Linked DNA regions of Mus musculus: region 1 is linked to region 2. Evidence: chromatin contacts called from public HiChIP or PLAC-seq data. All regions are on one chromosome and are shown on one strand. The core of a region is the stretch at or near the end of the contact, and the rest is flanking DNA. Distances in the headings are between cores, read along the strand shown.

Region 1 (4,303 bases), core at 890-3,389, 350 kb after region 2:
AATAGCTCAAATGTTGGGACGTGACACCCAAGGCCTAGAGAATCCCTAAGGAGCTAGTGACTAATTCAGACCAAGCCATTTGGGGAGTCTCTGAACCGGGACTAGAAAGATCATGCTGTGGTCTCCACATCCTGTTTCCCAGTTTAGAGCATTCCTCTAAGCTGTAGCACCTGACCAATGCTCCCTCTATGACTAGAGCAGTCACCATCAATGCTGAGGTGGCTTCCCTCTTCCCCACCAGGGCTTCTTTCTTCCCTCATGAAAATGGGCAGACTCAACTCTTCCCTCAACTCCTCTGAACCCTGAGAATTCATATGGTAATCATTTATTTAAGTTAGATTTGGGTGCATGGCACTCTGTTATTATATTGTTTATTCCTTCTTCTGGCATGGCTTAAATACTTCATAATAAAATTCAAAACATATTTATGAAGAAAAAAAAAAGAAGGAAAGTCTATGTCTCCATCATGTGTGGACGATGTCGTCAATGATTAATGACCAACAAAGTGAGATTCTGGGATTTCTGAACCCACATCATATGGGACCTTCTAGCTTCTGCACAGAGTCCCCACTTTGAGAGCAGGGACTTCCCTGCCAGACACCTGCCATTCCCAGACTGGAGCCAGGGGGCATGCAGCTGGCTTGAGTCTGCTGAAGCCTGTCTGATTAAGTGTTGCTAGGTGCTCATGAGACTCAGTACCAAATGAAACGGATTGCCCTGCTCACCGGTAATCCAGTCTCTATGGTTCAGACAACCTGAGAACAGTGACATTGTGACAACCCTTGATAACAGGAGGGACATGCAACTAGAGCCATTTAGGAAAGTCCTGGCTTGAGACGTCAAGTCTAGAGCATTAACTGTCTGCCTTGTGGTGGTATCTTTGTGTCAGTCCTGAACTGACTCAAGTTTTTTGTTTTTTGGTTTTTTTTTCCAGTCTAAAGCCATCCTCAAATAAATGTATTAAAAAATTTGGGTCTTGTGACAGTGGAGGGAAAGCTGAGGTCTTGCTGACAGCTGAGGGAATAAGAGACAGGCCAGGCACTGGGCTAACTAGGGATACTATAGTATGTCAGAGTAAGGGTAGGTAGGATATTAGTTTGAGTCTTTGGAGAAAAGTATGACAGTGATAACCAACCTAGCACATGTAGGTTGGTAACAATAATGTTATATTTACAAGGCTAGGCTATGCAGTGCCAGGAAACTGTTCTGCACTGCTTTTAGGGCTAGTGCCCCTGAGAACACTTTAGGAGGATGTCTTCAGTGACTTTCGAAGTGAGATTCTGGGATTTCTGACACCTTATAGCCTCTGCAGTGTTCATTTGGATTATTCTCTCTGGAAGCCTTGATATACCATGTAAAAGACCCCTATTGTCTGGAGACTGTCACACTTGAGAGGGTTCCTAGCTGACACAAGACTTTAGCCACCCTTATTCACTTGGAAGCCGTGAATAGAAGATACCTTTAGACTCTTAGGTTAGTCCGTCTATCATCCAAAGACCACAGGGTAACCTTCATCAATGAAATAGAGGAAAAGGCTTGCCCAGTTGAGCCCTGAACAGACTTCTGCACTATAACATCATGAAACATAATAAAGGGTCTTGTTTGATGCCTGCTAAGATAAATAGATAACCAAGATATCCAGGCCACCCAATTCAAACCAAAAGTCTGAGTACCTACCAATGTCTAAATACTGCATCAAAGTAAGAGGCAGGGGACCTTGCTTCATTCTGAAAACACTCTGACCAAGCAACTGGAGTGAAGACAGAAATTTCTGAGCATGTTGGTCCTGAAGGTCCTGGAGGCTGACATTTTAGGGTACCCTGACTCACCTGGTAAGGCCTACAGGAGCAAGCAGGAAAGCTGACTTAGAAATAACACCCGGATACAGGAATCTTTGTGCAGAAATGGAAGGGAGGAGTCTGGGAGGGGAAGCACGTGGAGGAAGGGTAGCCACAGGAAGAGGAAGATCAGCTCCACGCATAAAGAAGGGGCTGGATGTTGAGAGGAGGGGCTGAAGGTGTTTCCCAAGGGTTTCTTGCAGGGCCTACAATCATAACAGGCAGCCTAGAGGGGCTGTCTGCAGTAGTGCCAGGACTGGTGGTGCCTTCTCCCTGGCTCTAACTGCTCTCCCTATGCCTGGCTGTCTTTAAAAAGCCTTGATAGATGTCCAAATGAGCTCACACACAGCGCAGGTGCAGGCTTGGCCCGTAAACCACAACAGCAAGGGGCACTGGGTAAAACCTCTTGGAGGTGGGGGAGGGCAGATAAATAGTGATTATTTGTTTAGCATCATTAGTAAGAGTCCCAGAACCCTGCAAAGCAAAGCAGAAACTTTTGTATTAAGGAGATTAAACCTTAAACTCAGCTGAGAAGACTCTCCTGTATTGAGTGGCTTTGTTGTGCCTGGCATTGTGTGATTATATGCAAATCATGGAGAGGCCTTTCTGGGGTCCTGACCACAGAGGCTTAGCCGCATGGCCAGGGTGAGTGTGTGGCAGGGCCAGCCACACATGTTTGTCAGGCTGTATAGAGTAGGGAAGTCTGCATTTCCTGAAGTTCAGGGGCTTGTGGATTCAAAATTATGCTCAACATGTTAACCACTTTCTGATGAATGGCTAGAAGTTAGGGACAGAGGGACACCTTGAAAGTATTACTGGAAATTCATGGCACCGTCCAGTGAGGATGTCCAGTGAGGGTCTCATATCACTTTGCTCACATCTCCTGTAGTATTATTTAGTATTTTCTCTTTTGTAACGTGTGTGCTCTCCAAGGAGATGGGGCCATGTTTTGGTTTCCCCATTCCTAGTTCTCTGAGTGTCTGACTTCGAACCCCTAGTAGCCAATCAGAAAGATGTTGGAAGATTATCCTGGATATGTTGACCAGGGAAGCACTTGTTCAATGTTCGTTCTTAGTAATGTAGAGTGTTAGGTGCTGGAAGAGGAGGTAATGAGAGATCTCTGGGAACAGAGATGAGTGAGACACTTCTGCAGTCCAGATGTTATCAAAATGCCTGGTAGGATTTAGTAAGCCCCGGGGGGCATGACCCACAGAAGCACTTGGCTTCTTCATTAGGACTCACATGAAGAGGCTGGAGGTTTCACAGAAATAGAAACATTCAGAGCCAGGCCCTGAAGGTCTAGAAGTCATATGCAAAGAGGAAGGGTGCCACCGGAGCCAAAGGTAGGACGCAGGCTGGCCCTGTACCTGGATTACACTGTGTTGGGACTGTGGACAGAGTTTGTGTACACTACCCCTCAAGTTCTCAATTTTGTATTAGAAGTTGGCAAACTGGAGTAGAAGAATCTTAGACTTAGGGACTGTAGAACCCAGTGTCAGCATCCACAAAGCTGCCATTGGGACACTCCTGGAGACTTCTATGTTTTTACGCTGTGGGTCTTCTGGTATGCCTCCTCTTCCTCTGCTGAGAGGCAGCTGCTTCCCAGCCTGCCAGCACAGTTGACTTGGACATCTCTAAGCCCCCTTTGGAAGATAGCCACAGAACTGGCCAACAGGATCACCAGTCATGGCCATTAGTTTTCTCTGTTGGGGCACAATGGGTATTCCTGAGGCCCCGTGGGAATAAGAACCGAGAGAAGACGGTAGAATGAGCTTGGCTCCTTACCTACAGGACCTGTTACTCAGGCCACAAAAGACCACTCAACCGACCAGCAAGGCTGAGTAGGTCTTACCGACTCAACTATAAGCTATCAACTAGCAAGCTATCAACACGGGGCACCTTCCCTGGGTAGAGCCATAGAGACAGGGAGTTGATTGGGAAGCAGGGGTGATTATGGGCACTCCTAGTTGTGACTCGGCACGGGTGCTGAGGACATCAGATGTCCTCTAACCTTTGTCTCGTAGAGTAGCTGAGCTGGTTCCTTGGTTGGGGGTTAGGAGGGAGTGGGAGTGAGGAAGATGGAGAGAAAAAAAGGGAAAGAGAAAAAAGCAGAGGGGGAGGAGGATGGGGAGGGAGAAAAACGGACAGACTCGAGACAGAGGTTGTTCTGCCAGGTGAGTAGACTAGGGCCAGGCCAGAGCATCCATTGTATGGCCCGAGACACATTATCTCTATCATTCCCATTCCCCAGGGCGTCCTTCTCTCAGGGATGACCTCTCTCAGGGAAGTAAAAGGCTGAGGGTCACCTCCTTCTGCTGAGGACTGGAGTCACTTCTGATTTCCACAGCCCAGTGATCAGTACAGCCTTTTCCAGAAGTTTCTGTGATCATTCGGATCTCTGAGTTCTGAGGGGAGTGGAACGGATTCAGGAAAGAAGGAAGGAAATAGCTTTCTTGGGACCCAGG
Region 2 (4,142 bases), core at 325-2,824:
ACTGCACTGGCGAGATAGCTCAGAGGATGAATGTACTTGGCACTAAGCGCGGTGACCTGAGTTCCCTTTCTAGACCCACTTGATGGAAGGAGAGACTGATGATCCCTGCAGATGTCCTCTCTGCACACACACTCGCTTTCCCTCTCAACGAATAAATAAATGTGTCCATCCATCCATCCATCCATATACACACCCATCCATATACCCATGTATATATACGTATATGCATACATACATTTATACATACATTCATACATGAATGCAAGGAAATTAAAAACAAACTGAGAAGCACTGTTTGTGGAGTCACAATTCTCCCTTTTCTTTTTTTTTTTTTCATTTCTTTCTTTCTTTTTTTTTTTTCTTTTTCTTTTTCGAGGCTCAGGGTGGTTGTGACCTGATGAGCAGTTTGGTTTCAGGATTCCCCCATGTTGTCACACCTATTCCTTGGGTGTTTGGTGTGGTGGTGAAGCTTTCTTTGAGTCACACTATGACTCACGTTGTATCACTCACAATGATACAATATGACTCACGTTGTATCACTCACAATGATACAATATGACTCACGTTGTATCACTCACAATGATACAATATGACTCACGTTGTATCACTCACAATGATACAATATGACTCACGTTGTATCACTCACAATGATACAATATGACTCACGTTGTATCACTCACAATGATACAATATGACTCACGTTGTATCACTCACAATGATACAATATGACTCACGTTGTATCACTCACAATGATACACTATGACTCACGTTGTATCACTCACAATGATACAATATGACTCACGTTGTATCACTCACAATGATACAATATGACTCACGTTGTATCACTCACAATGATACAATATGACTCACGTTGTATCACTCACAATGATACAATATGACTCACGTTGTATCACTCACAATGATACAATATGACTCACGTTGTATCACTCACAATGATACAATGACTCACAAGCATAAGGAGCTGAGTGTTACTTTTCTACGTTTTGTTTTGTTTTTTTAATTTTTCATTTTTTGAAGCTCTTTTTTCTTTTGTACCAGGTACTCGTAGCTGATACTATATATCAATAAACAGAAATAACCAGGATCCTCTTCCTGTCTTTCTCTCAGCATTTCTCCTGATCTTCTGGGTCCTTAGCTGAGGAGAAAGTGAACTGCCCTGTTGGTTTTCTGGCTACTGTTACCATTCTTGGTCATCACAGTAGTTGGATTCACACTGCTGTATTTATGCTGTATGAGATTGGAAGATACTAAAAACCCAATTGAACAGCATTCAAAATACTCCAAAATTATTTCCCTACTATCCGTGGTATTGACTTTAAGAAAATTGACTTTTTTTTTTTTTTTGTCATTTATAATGATTGGGTGAATTTCTACCTGAGTTTATAGTTTTTACAGTGTGGTAAATTTTTGCTTGTGGATTTAAAATATTTGGTCAGCAAATCTGTAGTTAGCAAGGCAAATGCAAACTGAACAAGGCTGCATGTGGGACAGAAAAGCTGTAGCTAGCCTGTGCCTGGCTCTAAAGTGTAGCTGGAGCCCCTGCACCTGCATCCCCACCGCGCCCAGTGCCACAGTGGTGCGGGCACAGCCCCTCCTACAGTTGAAACAAAAGGAAGTCCCAGAAGACATTTCTCTCCCTGAGCTGACTCTTCAGACCCAGTCTTTCATTTTTAGTCCGGTTTTATTAGTTTGAATATTCTTTCTTCCTTTTGATTAGTTTTGTTGGTCCTTTCTGTTGGTTTCCTTTTTTTTTTTTTTTTCTGGTTTTTCAAGACAGGGTTTCTCTGTATAGACCTGGCTGTCCTAGAACTCACTCTGTAGACCAGGCTGGCCTCGAACTCAGAAATCCGCCTGTCTCTGCCTCCCAAGTGCTGGGATTAAAGGCATGTGCCACCACCACCACCTGGCCTTTTATTTTATTTTATTTTATTTTATTTTTTCGAGACAGGGTTTCTCTGTGTAGCCCTAGTTGTCCTGGAACTCACTCTGTAGACCAGGCTGGCCTCGAACTCAGAAATCCGCCTGTCTCTGCCTCCCATTTGCTGGGATTAAAGGCATGTGCCACCACTGCCTGGCAGTTTCCTTTTTTATTAATTTTAGATCTGATATTCTCTCAGTATACTGATTTTGGATTTGGCCTATTACTTTCTGGAAACATTCAGTTGTATTGTGAAACTATTTTATTTGTGATTCCTCTGTTTTGTTTCCTTAATATAAGTGCCTGTGGCTGTCAAATTTCCTCTTAGAATTGCCTTTGCTGTATCTTTCACATTCCTGGTAAGTGGTGCTTTTGTTTCAATTTGATTTTAGGAATTTAAACATTCCCTTTTATCGGTGCTGTGCATGCTGCTGGTGGAGCAGTCAGTATTCTTATCCAGATGTGAAGGCTGAGGACTCCATAGTGAGTGGCCTGGTAAGATAGGCCCAGGGGCCCAATATGGCACAGATGTTATAGTGGTAACCAACCACTTTCTATTTGATTCACAGCCCATTTCACCAGACAGAGCTTATACCTGGGGCTGGTCATGGGACCTAGGGGAGAGCCTACTGCTATTATTGTCTGTGTGAGCATAGTGTTAAACTGACTCTAATGATGGCTTACACCCAATACCCAGATACCTTTCAACCTTTATTGGAGGGTTTTTTTTTTTTTTTCTTTCAGCAGTAGATGTCCTGGAACTTGTTCAGTAGACCAGGCTGGCCTATGTAACTGGACTTTTCAGAATAATTTGTTGGGTTCTTATATCTACTACTGTTTCCACCGGGAACCCTTCTAACCCCCCAACATTAGGTAAGCGAGAGAGAAAATGAATGTTAGAGGGGAAAGGGGGCATAGATCTCTTTAGACTACTTCCTGCTGACTAGAGGTGTCAAGTTACTAGGGGCAAGTCCAGTCTCATCATCAGGAGATACATCTAGCAATCCAGAAAACCAGCAATAGCAAAAGCAGAAAACACAACAGCAGGGACCAGCAATAGCAGGGACCAGCAGCAGCGGGGCAGCAGCCTCTGCAAGACCCTCTCCTGGCTCTCTCTCTCATACCCTCTCAGGAGTCCCCAGAATTCCAAACATAAGCTCTCTGCAGCTGGCACAATCACGCCCCTCCTAAAGCACGAGACAATCATAGTCAGCTGCTGTGGACAACCTGAAGCAGCCCTGTACCCCACACCTGGGATTAAAACAGAAACGTAACTGGGTTTTTGAAGAAACAAAATTTCTCACTACAGGCCTCAAACTCAGTCGACAGAGCTGCTTTCCTTTGGATTTTTCCCTTTTATGTATTGTGGTCCCTCTTCTCTCTGTTTCTCTGCTGACTTTCTCATCTAGTTCTTGAATTCATTAATGTGTTTATTCATGTCTTCTTTGAAGTAATCAGTTACTTAAAAATTATACTTTTTAATTCTTTGGCTAATATTGCAACCATTTTGATCTCCTTGGATTGGGTTCTTGGAGAGCTAGGAACTTTCGGAGGAGTCATGTTGCCTATGTTCCCTTATTTTGTGTTATGGTTTGTCTATCGGGGTGGATACTCATCCTGCCTTTGTGAATATTCTTGCTGTGATCAACCCCGACTTCTGTCTTGGGAAGAATAAGTAGACTGCAGTAGCAATGCAAATCTCTAAATGAAAACAAATGAGATACTTTATATAATAGAAACAGCTTGAAATGACAGCTATGCCACAGTGAGGACTGTAGAGAGAAGAGCCGAGGTCATGAAGCGTGTAAAGTCGGAAGTTGTTGGAGAGGCTTCAAGGTGAGTATTAATAACAATAGAAAAGGGAGGGAGAAGCAGCAAAATAGGAAAGAGCGGCCTATGTGAGGTAAAGTTAGGAGAAATGCAGTGAGCGGGGAGGACGCAGATGCAGGGCAGGAAGAACAAGCCCAGAGCAGAAGGGAAGCTCTGCTGTGCCACAAGCACTTAAGATGGGGGAAGGAATTTCAGAGTCCAAGGTAAAGAAGAGAGAAGTGGCTGTGAGAGGAAGTTCACCCTCTTCACAAGAGCTGACTGAGCACTGTCGTGGGGAATGTACAGGATTGACACTCAAATGGCAAGAAAAGCCGGTGACCTTTCTGATCTGTAGAACCCAATTGTCATTTGTCAGCAAAGTCTGCCACCGTGG

The links. HiChIP or PLAC-seq counts read pairs in DNA pulled down with a chosen protein or histone mark.
Region 1: an H3K27ac HiChIP or PLAC-seq map of large pre-B cells shows a contact between it and region 2, with 2.2 times the contacts expected there. The contact joins two enhancer-like sites. A contact is called at or near these places in 2 of 15 datasets of contacts at CTCF or cohesin (embryonic stem cells and pro-B cells), 46 of 484 Hi-C or Micro-C datasets (the AML12 cell line, B cells, the C2C12 cell line and 30 more), 4 of 115 datasets of contacts at active chromatin or transcription factors (astrocytes, embryonic basal ganglia, embryonic stem cells and 1 more) and 1 of 9 other capture datasets (adipose tissue).

Annotation. Positions count from the first base shown.
Region 1 is chr9:51,163,537-51,167,839 of GRCm38.p6, forward strand. The region is part of intron 1 of Gm32742; the gene reads right to left. Among named protein-coding and RNA genes, the nearest start is that of Gm32742, 3.1 kb to the right of the region's middle. Within about 2 kb of position 2,140, at least 31 of the 459 cell types and tissues checked have an H3K27ac peak or open chromatin away from gene starts, as enhancers often do. A contact at or near this core is called in pro-B cells, where this site is marked.
Region 2 is chr9:50,814,282-50,818,423 of GRCm38.p6, forward strand. All of the region lies in intron 13 of Alg9 (asparagine-linked glycosylation 9 (alpha 1,2 mannosyltransferase)), which reads left to right. Among named protein-coding and RNA genes, the nearest start is that of Ppp2r1b, 41 kb to the right of the region's middle. Within about 2 kb of position 1,575, at least 19 of the 459 cell types and tissues checked have an H3K27ac peak or open chromatin away from gene starts, as enhancers often do. A contact at or near this core is called in pro-B cells, where this site is marked.